3 separate regions of the Mus musculus genome follow, and regions 2 and 3 are each linked to region 1. A link is a contact called in public HiChIP or PLAC-seq and capture Hi-C data. All regions are on one chromosome and are shown on one strand. The core of a region is the stretch at or near the end of the contact, and the rest is flanking DNA. Distances in the headings are between cores, read along the strand shown.

The links. HiChIP or PLAC-seq counts read pairs in DNA pulled down with a chosen protein or histone mark. Capture Hi-C pulls out chosen DNA fragments and counts their contacts.
Region 2: a capture Hi-C map of macrophages shows a contact between it and region 1, with 4 times the contacts expected there. The contact joins the promoter of Irgm2 here to the promoter of Rnf187 in region 1. A contact is called at or near these places in 3 of 39 promoter capture datasets (erythroid cells, hematopoietic stem and progenitor cells and pre-B cells), 1 of 484 Hi-C or Micro-C datasets (Th1 cells), 4 of 115 datasets of contacts at active chromatin or transcription factors (bone marrow-derived macrophages, embryonic stem cells and microglia) and 1 of 9 other capture datasets (macrophages).
Region 3: an H3K4me3 HiChIP or PLAC-seq map of bone marrow-derived macrophages shows a contact between it and region 1, with 4 times the contacts expected there. The contact joins the promoter of Zfp672 here to the promoter of Rnf187 in region 1. A contact is called at or near these places in 9 of 39 promoter capture datasets (the C10 cell line, the HPC-7 cell line, cranial neural crest and 5 more), 2 of 484 Hi-C or Micro-C datasets (cerebral cortex and embryonic stem cells), 18 of 115 datasets of contacts at active chromatin or transcription factors (SST interneurons, astrocytes, bone marrow-derived macrophages and 10 more) and 4 of 9 other capture datasets (adipose tissue, liver, macrophages and 1 more).

What each region holds. Positions count from the first base shown.
Region 1 is chr11:58,936,707-58,940,864 of GRCm38.p6, forward strand. It overlaps Rnf187 (ring finger protein 187), which reads right to left and starts at 2,200. Exons shown (of 4, transcript NM_022423.2): 1 at 1,689-2,200; 2 at 434-526. The coding sequence starts at 2,078.
Region 2 is chr11:58,212,512-58,216,669 of GRCm38.p6, forward strand. Irgm2 (immunity-related GTPase family M member 2) reads left to right here and starts at 2,466. Exons shown (of 2, transcript NM_019440.3): 1 at 2,466-2,659.
Region 3 is chr11:58,321,290-58,325,447 of GRCm38.p6, forward strand. Zfp672 (zinc finger protein 672) reads right to left here and starts at 2,076. Exons shown (of 4, transcript NM_001256516.1): 1 at 1,981-2,076; 2 at 1,280-1,440.

The DNA.
Region 1 (4,158 bases), core at 950-3,449:
CCTTTGGGATGTGGTTAGTCCCACCAAAGAGACATGGGATCAGTGCTCTAGTAAAAGGGACTCCCAAAGAGCCCCCTCCCCACTCTCCATGTGCCAACACAGTGAGAAAGGCCACCGGAAGCTAGCCCCAACTTGGACTTGCCATGGCTTGCCTGTTGGACTTCCAGCCTCCAGGGCAATCATGTGTGTGGTATTGTGTGGCAGCCAGAAAACAGAATGTTCTACTGGTAACAGCTGGGGTTGGTCAGAATCAAGAGTACTAGAAAGTGTCCTGTGTAGAAAAGGAACCTGAAGCTCACAAATCATCCTTATATAAAGCACACCGAAGAGAGGAGCCCTACGGACACTCAACTCACCAAGTCCAGCCAGCCAAACTCCAGCAGCTCAGCTTGGTTGCCCTGCTAGCTCCCCATATCCAGGAGAGCCCACTTACCTTCCACACAGCAGCCGCTGATTCTGCCTGACCATGCAGGTCCCGGGCATCATTTAAGTCCTTCCTCATGATTTCCACAGAGCCCTTGTTCTCCTGGGAGAGAGAAGCTGGTTAGAGCCTGGGAAGAAGGATTTGAACACCCCGATCAGCAGTCTGGCGACTGGAACTACTCGTCCGGTCTCTGCTGGAAAGTGGTTGTTTCGTAAAAGGGTCTCCTGTGCTTCTACCTCTTCAGAACTAGGTGTACAGCAGGCAATTCAAGGTCAGCTGTGTGATTCCAGGATTTTAGGTAGGTCCCCTTTAGTGTCAGCTTGATTTAAGACAGTGACTTTCCTGACTTCTCTGTGTCCTGCTTGGTCTTTGTGGAGATTGCTGTCTTAGTAAGGGGACGACAAACCATAGGACAACCCCAGCAGTATGTTCTGACAGAGTGTATCTACCTCAGTTTGGGACCTGGATGTAACCACAGGCCTCCACCTCAAAAGTGTTCTTCACAACTTATTCCAGAGGCTCATGGTGCATCATTGCAGAACATAAGGATAACAGCACCCTCAAACACGCTAAGCTACGATTTTCTCTCCTGTCGGGCGGAGACCACGGCTTTCCTACCTGGCTATTCAGACATCTCTCTCTGGGTCAGGGATGATACTCTATCTAGATCCCTGCAACCCATCTTCACACAGAGTCTAATAGTCGGTTTCTGCCCGGTGGCAGGTGCTACGTGCAATGACCAAGAGAGTATAGCAGAGAAGGTTCCTGAATGAGGTGGACCGACAGCCCCTCAGAGGGCTGCAAATGGTAACTGGTAGACCAAAGACCACTCTCAGGTCTCCATAAGCAAGTGGATGGGCGGGGCTTGCACCGATGAAATCACACCGGGATAGGAGCAAGAGGCCTTGAGGAATGGGATCGGGACTTGAGGGGAATTCGAGAAAAATAGAAGTCTTAAGGTTGTATAGAGATAAGGCACAGCTAGGCCAGAGACCTGGGATGAAAGGGGGACGGAGGAGCATGCGCTAGAGATAATAGCTCGAGGGACATAGCAGGGTCCGGGAGACAGATAATAGAGATGAAGGAAGGCAGAATCACGGACTCCAGGATCCAAGAGCCCCTAGCATGGCAGGGTCCCCGGGGAAGGGAGGGTGCTGGGCACCCATGGGATGCGGGAGAGGGAAGAGGAGGTCAGCACACTGATCGAATGCCTGACTCCAGGTAAGCCACAAAGGTGGACAGTGTGCAGGGGCCCCTCGCGCACCTTGCCGCGCAGGGCCTTCCTCCAGCGCGGTTCCCACTCCGGCGGCTCCGGGCCAGCGGCCATGCGGCAGGCGGAGCACAGCGGATCCCCGTCGGCGCGACAGAGCAGCTGCAGCGCGGCCTCGCTGGCAGGGCCATCGCGCGCCGGCGCCGCGGCCGCCTCCTCGAGAGCCAGGAGGCGGCGGCTGAGCGGAGGGCGGCTGGGCTCTACGGCGCGCTGCCAGCAGTCATCGGCACACTCCGGGCACGGGAAGGGCCCGTCCTCCTCGGCCCAGAAGCGCACCACGCACGCCCGGCAGAAACGGTGGCCGCAGTCGGCGCGCACCGGTTCGCGGGGCGCGCGCTGACACAGGGCGCAGATGGCATCAGCTGGGCCCGCGGGGAGCGCCAGGGCTGCGGGCGGCGGCGCCGACGAGGGCGCGGGCGGAGAGGGCGCAGAAGGGCCGAGGACCGGCCGGAGATCAAGGCCGACGAGCCTCAGCCTACGACTCAGACCCAGACTGCGCCAACGCCGGGCACGCGCGCGCGCGGGGCGGGGTCCTGGCTGCCGTGCGCTCTGACGTCCAGGTCCTGGCAGCTGCGCATTCCTCCATCCAGGTCCTTGCAGCTGTGCGCTCTCATTTCAGGTTCTGGTATTCGCTCATCGCCCTGCCCATGATTGAGCAGCTGAGCTCTCTTCCACACTGGTTCCCGTAGCAGCTCACGACCTTTGTCCTGATGGTGTCAGTCGCGGGCTCCAAACCCAGATCCTTACAAAGATACTCCCTGTGTCCTATAAGATTACTCATCCTGCAGGGTACTGCCCCAACATCATGAATAATTGCCCATCTCCCACAGATAATTTGGGAGGTGGTCTGTCAGGAAAGGCTTTTCCAGGGTGACTTATCGCTATACCTTCAGCCCTGAAGCAGGATAAAACTGGCTAGGTAGGCAGATGCCTGTGTAGTCAACCAGGAGTATGACCAAATTAAGATAGCGACATAAAATGAAGTCAGGGAGTCTCACTGTGCACACAGAACAGCAGCACGTTTTGCAGGAAAGCACTCTAAAGAATATTGTGTTAATACAGCTGTAGTCAGCTATCTGCAATGTGTGACTCTTCAGACTGAGATTGCGGATATAACTGTAAATGTGACTGTGGTGGTTTGAATATGCTTGGCCCAGGGAGTGGCACTATTAGGAGGTGTGGTCTTGTTAGAGGAAGTGTGTCACTGTGGCCGTGGGCTTTGAGACCTCACTCTTAGCTGCGGGAAACAGTCTTTTGACTGCCTTGGATCAGGATGTAGAACTCTCAGTTCCTTCTCCAGAGCCTTGTCTGCCTGGATGCTGTCATGCTTCCTGCCTTGATAATGGACTGAACCTCTAAACATGTAAGCCAGCCCCAGTTAAATGTTCTTTATAAGAGTTACACTGGTCATGGTGTCTCTTCACAGTAATGAAACCCTAACTAAGACAGTGATGTTGCCATTTATATGCTCCAAACACTATGGCAGCAGCCACATCTGTACTAAAGCTATACAGCCCTTTTCTGGTCATTATTTCCTAGACAATAGAATGAAGATTTGCACAGTATTCACATCCTGTTAAGTATCATAAGTCATCTAGGAAAAAAATATTACATAGAAAGATGCATGTAAATATTATGATGTTTTAGCTGGGTATAATGATACATGCTTTTAATCACAGCACTTAGGAATTAGAGCTGGCAGTTCTCAGTGAGTTCCAGGCCAGTTTGTCTACACAGTGAGTTTCAGGCCAATCAAAGCTATATAGTAAGACCCTGTCTCAAAAATAAATAAATAAATAAATAAATAAATAAATAAATAAATAAATAAAAGTGTGTGTCTGTGTGTCTGTGTCTGTGAGTGAAAGAGAATTGTGTATGTGTGTGTGTGTGTGTAAGAGAGAGAGAGAGAGATGTGATGTGTGTAAGAGAAACATTTTATCTGAGGGATTGGAGTGTCCTTAAATTGTGGTATCCTTGGGGGTTTAGAGCCAACCTCTTCAACAGATATAGCATTTATGTATAAATTAATTAAAATTAATTAAATAAAAAATCAGTTGTACTTAGGCACTTTCACACTCATCTAACTGACCATAGCCAGATCCAACATGGTTCTCAAATTGTTACTGAGGTCTGGCGCTCAAACCCAGGGCATTATGCATCCTAGGCAATGACTGTACTTTTAATCCCAGCAATTGGGAGATGGAGGCAGGGAAATCGAGTTCAAGGCCAGTTTGAGCTACAAGACAAGACCTTGGCTTAAAAGAAAAGCCAAACCAAACAAAGATAACAACAAAAACCATAGCATGGATGGGAAGCAAGGATGAAGGACACGTGGGAAGATACGATGTAACCTGGAAGGTGGCCCAGAGCATGGGCATCCCTGACACCACCTACAGTCATGGCCAAGGTATACCTGAAAGTGCACTCTGCTAATGCCATGTTATGTGGAAAGAAATGCATAGCA
Region 2 (4,158 bases), core at 1,216-3,715, 720 kb before region 1:
GAGTAAGATGGTGGGCCATCTCCAGGGAGCCCATTCGTCCACTGCAGCTCTTCCTGCATGGCATCCGCCAACATACATTTTAAAAAGAATTATTATTTTATTTCTGCATACATATCTGTGTATGATATGGGGGTGAAGGTGGGGGTGGCAGATGCCTGCAGAGGAATTATTGGAATTATAGGCAGGTGTGAGCTGCCTGACATGGTTGCTGAGCCCTGGACTCAGGTTCTCTGGAAGAGTAGGTAAGTGCTCTTCCTTCTGAGGTATTTCTCCAGTCGCCTCCAATCCCAGGTAAAGGAGTAGTGTGTGTGTGTGTGTGTGTGTGTGTGTGTGTGTGTGTGTGTACTCGTATCCCAGCCCTAATAATAACACACATCAGATGCAAAAATTAGTAACATTCACTGTGAAGCATCCCCAAGTGCATGGTCACACCCATCTGCTGCTCCCAGAATGGACTGAGGATGTGAGATCTGTGGAGCTGTTACAGAGCTCTTAGGGCGCTCACAGGCAGTAGTAACCACTGCCGTCTCCAGCCTCTGCGTTTAATATATTCTGCTGACTCGGTTGACCTACTCTGGGCCCAAGACACGTGCATAGAGGTCAACTACTTGGGTAGGTGTGAGGCAGGAGCTGCTGACCTGCATAATAAGCATGGGGGAGGATCCCAGACCCTCCGTGCTGGGCTGGGTGCTCCAGAGCCTGTGCTGTCCTGGAAAGGGGAAACCAGGTGTCCTGGCTGGTTTTGTGTGCCAACTTGACACAAGCTGGAATTATCACAGAGAAATGAGCCCCCCTTGAGGGATGCCTCCATGAGATCCAGCTGTAAGGCATTTTCTCAATTAGTGATCAAGGGGGAAAGGCCCCTTGTGGGTGGTGCTATCCCTGGGCTGGTGGTCCTGGGTTCTATAAGAAAGCAAGTTGAGCAAGCCAGGGGAAGCAAGCCAGTAAGTAACATCCCTCCATGGCCCCTGCATCATCTCCTGCTTCATGCCCTGCTTGAGTTCCAGTCCTGACATCCTTTGGTGATGAACAGCAATGTGGAAGTGTAAGCTAAAAAAACCCTTTCCTCCCCAACTTGCTTCTTGGTCATGATGTCTGTGCAGGAATAGAAACCCTGACTAAAAAAAACAGCAGGCATCAAGCAGGTAACAGCACCTTGGGACAGTGCAGCTGTCTTGTAGAGACCAACCCAGGCTGAGGACTGGAGGGGAGGAGGATGTTGTGTGGCCCTGGGAAGCACTTCTCCACCTGTTGGAACATCAAGGCAGGAGTTTGGAGGAGCTCAGAGCAGCCCAGACACTGAAGAGTGAGGGAAGAGGAAGTCAGGGACCGATAGAAGGTAGGCTTGCCACACATGGTCCACAGGATATCCTCGGGATCTGACATTGATGGGTTCTTTAATGAGCCTTGCCCTGAAACCCCCAGACCTGTTCTGACTGTGGTGTGAAATACGGACACCAGCTTAATAGTTACAGGCCTCTACTCCCAAGGTCATCAATAACACAGGGCAAGCCAGGTACTGTGTCTCCTGAACTCTGAGGAATCACGAGTGAGAAGAGACCACACTGGAGATAGGGTAAGATGACAGGGTAGATTAGAAGGGCTCCCTGGTAGGAGGGATCGAGAGAACTAGTGAACAAGGGGAGCAGCTACAAGGAGCAGCCTTGTGAAGGGTCTGCTGCTCTTGAGAGGTCCACTAAGAACCCTGGGAAAGAAACATTTCAGTTCCCCGGGGAAGCACACTGGGATCCTCAGAGGAAGCCACTGACAATAAGCCTAGATCAGTGCCGACCCTGACTCAGTCTGGAGCTGAGTTAGATCTTGGGACACATGGCTGGAGAAGATACCAAGACCAGAGCTGAGCTCCTGTCTGAACTTCTTCAAGGTCTCACCAAATATAATGAAACTAACCTAGTAACCAATAAAAATTGTACTAATGTCACTGCTTTGCCCCTTACTGATCATAGTAGAGGTTACCTAACGCTTCTGAAAATTTCCCCTGCGTTAAAGCCCCTCAGGCTGCCGCCATTTTGATGAATGGTTGACCTCAGAATGCTGGTAATTTCTGCAGAATACACTGACTTTTCTTTTATATACTATTTGAGTCGGGGGTCTTCCTTCGGCGATCCTCAAACCCTATCACTCCCATAGTTCTGGAACGCACTGGATCTGAAGATGAGCGTCTCCCAGGGTTAGGTGCTATCATCTGAGCACTAGGGGCTCCGGGAAGGGAGGTAGCAGGGTCAGTCCAGGCAGCTCTGACCGAAGTCTGAATGGCAGGCTTCACGGGCAGACTTCTGACCTCCCCAACTGGCCAGCGGCCGACAGAGTTCCTCCCCCCTCTGAAGAAGAACTTGGCCTCTGAGTGCTAACTCCCGAAAACTAGCCATTTCCAGGAACTGAAACTGAAAGCTGTTCGGGCACCAGGCCCCGCCCCTTGGGGAGGAGGCAGGCAGGGCTCACGCCTAGAAGTTGGGGACTTACATCTGGGCCAACATAGATAGAGCAGGGTCTGAGAGGAAACCTAGGAGCTCAGGCTGCCCTTCAGCTGCTCCTGCCTCTTCTAATCGCTCTTCCCCACAGGACCCTGCCCCACCACACTTCTCTCTCTCCTGACCGTCCTGAGCCTGGATTGCAGTTTTGTAAGGCTTCTGAGCAGGTAGGTGAGGGGCTCCTGCTTGGCCTATAAACCTGCTCAGGGCAGGGGAGTCTGGGGTCAGGTGTTCCTCTGGGGCACCCTGTGCAGGAGGCACCCTCCTGCACTGTCTTCAGGATCGGAGTGCCTGGTGTCTGGCTGAATCAAGTCCTTCCAATTCACCAGAGAGAAGCAGTGTGCTTCTTTTTTTACCTGGGTATCCCTGGGTTTGTGGGTCTTCTGAGGGGGCCTAGTTAAGAGAAAACAGGTGGGATTTTACTCAGTCTCTCAGTTATTGGCCAGAGTCCAGGATCAGAACCTCTCCCGGGTATCTGGATGTCCCGGGACTATGTAAACACAGTGCTCTTTATTCGGAGCAGATAGAGACTGGAACTTGAAAGATGGAGTTTCTAAGGAAACTTTTTGTATAGTTCTCAGCTCAATTATTTTAAAAGATATTTATTTAGTGTGTGTGTCTGTGTGTCTGTGGCAATCAGAGGACAACTTGCAGACCTGATTCTCTCCTTCCACAATCGAACTCACATCATCAGGTTTGGTGGCAAGTGTGTTTACTTGGTAAGCCGTCTCACGGGCCCTTTTAAAACAAACAAACCAAACCAACCAACCAACCAACCAACCAACCAAAACCAAAATCTAAAAACCAAAAACACCAAAAAATAAAGAAATTAAAATAAAATTAAATTTAAAAAATTAAAACCAAGACAAAACCAGTTCAAATATTTCATCCGCTTTAGAAAATCTGGCACACCACAGGCACCCACCCAGCTCAGTCCTTCATAGATAATTACGGTGGGGGCGGGGGGACGCTTTAAACACCACCTACCAAAAGCATGCTGGGTCCAAGGCTGTTCCCACTGACCATGGGGTGGATCACCACCCTTTCCTGGAATCAGTAGCACCCGGAAATTCCCTGTGTCCCCACAATGGTGAAGTGATAAAGAACAAGGTAGGATTGAGGGTCCAATAGGGTCTGTGTTCACAAAAGTTTTTGACAGCTCAGATCCACAGCTAGTTTAGGCTGTTCCCCACATCTCTGGAAGCCCCTCTCATGGAGCCTCAGAGTTGCTGGATGAGGGAAGAACTGTGTGGAGTACTTGATAGGCAATCTCTTCCTAAGTGTGAGTTTTCAATGTTTGCATAGTTGAGCTCGGTGAGGTGGCTCACACTTGTAAAGCATTGGACGTAGGAATTGGGGGCAGAAGATTCAGTTTAAGTTTCCATGGCGAGTCTTAGACTAGCATGGGCTAATTTTACTCACATATTAGACTCCGATTTACATTTTAAAATGCATGTGATTTATTAGTCTATAATAATAGCATAAAAGAATAGGTCGTGGGCCAGTGAGCTGGCTTAGTGGGTAAAAGTGATTGCTGCCATGCCTGAAAACCCAAGTTTGACCCCAAGGACCCATGTGGTCGATGGAGAGAACCAACACCCACAAGTTGCCTGTTAACTGTCACAAATGCACCCGGCGTGCTTGACACACCTCCAACACATTTAAA
Region 3 (4,158 bases), core at 826-3,325, 620 kb before region 1:
AACATACTCTACACTGTAGGGAATGATGTGTAACCATGTGCCAATTAACAATGGAATGAAATCCTGACAATGTGGACTTGTCATTGTGACTATCACAGAAATTACTTACATAAACTCAGTTATGACATTGCCAGGTGATTGAATCTTAAGGGATCACCAATAAATAAACAGACTAAAATGCTGCTTTGTGGCGAGTGGCTGTGTTAGCTCTTTCAAATCTGTTCTCTATGGATCCATCCAACCATATACATTATATATATACTTTGCCCTGGATAACTGAGTTGGGATAAGAACCTGTGGAAAGCCACACATATGCTGAAGACTCTGCAGAGTGATTAGAACTTGCTTGGCTATGGAGACTTGGACTGCTGCAAATGGAGAGCCTAATTCATCCTGTGTCATCTCTAGTCCTTGTAATAGCCATTTACCACCCACCTCCGCATCTGACCTAAGATCCTTAAGACTATAGTCATTTAGGAGACTATTATCTTCTACTCACTCAGCAGCTAAGTTGCTCACTAGATAGCATCTAACACCTATAGCATGGGCTGGTAAGATGTCTCTGTGATTTTAAGAGAGCTTGCTGTTCTTGCAAAGGACCAAACTTTGGCTGATTCTCAGCATCAATGTAGGGTGGCTCACAAGTGCCTGTGACTGAAGCTCCAGGGGACCTGTTGCTTTCTTCTGACCTCCATGGTTGAGTGCACTCAGACACATGCCCAAACACATATACATAGATAAATCTTAAACCCAAACCAGGCCTCCCACCTCTTTTGTTGGCAGAGTTTTCTCATCTGCTACCTGTACTGTAGGTCATACTTTCTTTGGGGATGAGGTATCATGTAGCTTCAAGTTGTCCTCAATCTTGCTACCTGAATTATGGAGGCTAATAACATGATACAGGAATTTGTTCCTTAAGATTTTGTTTATAAAAACAAAGCACAACACCCTAAAGGCTCTCCCAAAGATCACCTTCCTGTGTACCCAGTCTCATCTCACAGCACCCCGGCACAGTAGTGCAAGCATCCGAGGCAGAGGCGGGAAGTCTGGTAGGGGTGATACATTTATTTTGGATATCTTTATTTTTAATCACCTTAACAGTCATTTACCTCTCATCTCTTTAACAGACTTTTGTACCATCAGGTAAAGCTTTTGGAAGACATTAACTTAAACCACTAACCTCCACTAACCTGAAAGCTAAGACTATAATTACATAGCATCTAAAACTTATAGCAATTTCCCCCCAATTCTGCTGTAGCCTGCATACATCTCACATTACCTTTGGGGAGCTTCGTTTTATGTTGACAAACCTGCTTAGAGGATCCAGAAAGGCAAGCATCCAATTCCTAGTTCTTCCATGACTAATTGTGTGACCTTGAGGACTTAAGTTGCCTGTACCTGCAGCCTGGGATAACTCAATACAGGAAACCATAACAGTTTCTATGAAGAGAGAAAGGTCAAAGCAGTCATAAACCTGAGAACTGAAGTTGTGCGGTACTTGCGATTTACTCTGCAGGACCGCTCTTACTTAGGCAGAGCCTGACTGAGGCAGGGGCATAACTTACTGGCCGACTTCTAGCACACTACAGCCTGCCAGGTCTTTCTGGCTTTTTCGCTCCGCCCCAGGAATCCTTTCCCACCGCGATGGCACGCACACCCCGGCCTGCCTTAACCACAGGCGGGCGCCGGCGCCCCAGTGACGCGAGCCTGCGGGGCGCTGAGGCAAGACACACGCTTCCTCGGGTCTCCTGAAGCTGTCACTACCGGCCACAGGCTGTCATCGCCCCTTGGCCCGCTCCGTCAGGCGGGCAACTTCCCCGGTGTGAGGCTGGACAGCACCGCCGGCCTGGAGCAACCTGCGCAGGCGCGTTGGCCCGCCGCCCTCCGGTCCAGGTCCCTCGACCCGGTATTGAGAGGAGACGGCAGCGGCCGAGGGCCGCGGCCCCGCCCGCCCTGCCTTGAGGCCCTCAGCCCTCTCACCAGTCTTCGGAGGGCCGCTCCGAGCCGCGTTCACCTCAAAGCGTTGCGGACAGCGCTGGCCTCAGGGCGCGGAGGAAGGGGCGGGCGCAGTGCAGGGCGGGGCCAGGAGACAGCACGCTGATTGGCCCACTCTGTCCGCAGGGTTACTGGGGCATCTAGCCCGCGCAAGCGCACTATTGACCTGCCCTGGCAGAGGGCGGAGTTGACATGGTGTGCCCACAGTGTCACAGGGCAGGTTTAGCTAACCTGTCTCTCCGTTCGGGTGTCCACGCGTGGGCCCTTCTGCTACTGAGAGCAAAGGGCTGTGAGCCCAGTGCCACCTTGAGCTGAGTCAGGGCCGTATAGACCACTCGAGGGAGACCAGTAGCACCCATCCGTCGCCATGTTAATGTATTTCTAAACTGCGAGGCCAGACCAGATGCTCACTGTCTTGATTAATCTTCCCCATAGATTAATGACCTGTCCAGCATTGCCAGGGACGGCGGTAGTCCTGTTCTGCTGACCAGATGCCTTCCGGTGTGAATGGAGACGGCTCCCAACCTTTCAGAGCAAGGGCTTCTAACCAGCGCTTGCAGCATAGAACGCCCAACTCAAAACCGTAAACCTGCTGGGGATGTAGCTCAATTGACAGATTGCTGGACGAGCCGAGACCCAGAGTTTATTTACAAGTACCACACGAAACAGATCGGTGGGACGCAGACTCGCTGGACGCAGTGGGAGCAGGAATTCAGCCAGCATAGACCCTGAGTCCGTGTTGGTTAGTTTTGTCTATTTGAAAGGATATCAAAACACCTGAGAATACAGTCTCAACGAGAATTATATGGGTTGAGTTGACCCATGGTTAACATTTTCATGATTGGGTTAAGTGAGGTGGAAGGCCCACTCCGAATGTGGGAGGTACCATGTCATGGATTAGGTTCTGCACTGTTCTGAGTGTTGGGAGGCGACAGAGAGCAAGCGTCAAGCACCCATTAGCTCTTTGTTCATGACTATGGGATGTGGAGCAAGCACCTGTACTGCTGCTGAGACTCCTCTATAGTAATGGACTATCACCTAGAGTTGGAAGCTAAAATAGTCTTGCTTCATTTAGTTGCTCTGTCAGGGTGTTTTACTAAAGCAACAGACATGAAACTACCTGTCAAGACCATTATTGAAATAAAAGAGTAACATTAAAAAAAAGTTTGTGTATGACTTAATTTTGTAAGATATATAAATATATTTAATCATTTGACTTTATAATACATACTGGGAACTGATAGTATCTTCAAGTTACCTTTTAAAAATTTACATCACAATATCAGCCCCCTCCTCCCAGTACCCTTTGCACGAAGATCCTCCTCCCATCCCCCTTCCCTTCTGAGTGACTTATTTTGTAACAACTTCACAGTTGTTTACTTTTTAGATGACAACAGACTGAAATGTCACACAAATATATTTGTATATACACATAGGTTCAGCTTTATGGTGGTTTCCAGGGTGTTATCTTCTAGGTGCAGACAGTGAAACTGGCATGGCCAGATGTTACAGATGGTTCTGGTCATGAGTAAAAGACAGCGATTACTGAGCTGCTAACCTGTCATTTGCAGAGCAGGTAGGCTTTGTTTTGAGAGAGGGTCTCACTATGTAGCCCTGGCTGGCCTGGAATTTAGTATGTTCACTTCAAATTCAGAGATCCACTTGCCTCTGCCTCCCCGTGTCAGGACTAAAGGTGTGACCATCATGCTCTGCAATTAAGATAGGCATTATCTGATGATTGAAGGCATTTCCACACCTCAATCCAAATCCACACATTGCCTGCTGGGTTTTAGGCCCTCCATGTTGCACACGCAGATGAGATATGGAAGGATCCAAACCTTGCTTTCTATTTTCCTGTCAATTTTCATCATAAAAGTAAATATAACTCCTTGTCTATTATTTTTATCCTATCATGGCTTCTAGCCTCAAAAGAAAACCTAGCCTCAGCCGGGCAGTGGTGGCGCACACCTTTAATCCCAACACTTGGGAGGCAGAGGCAGGTGGATCTCTGAGTTCGAGGCCAGCCTGGTCTACAGAGTGAGTTCCAGGACAGCCAGGGCTATACAGAGAAACCCTGTCTCGGAAAAAACCAAAACAAACAAACACAGCCTCAGGACTGTAAAGATATCTTAGTGGGGAGAGGCTCTTGTGTACAGACCTCAC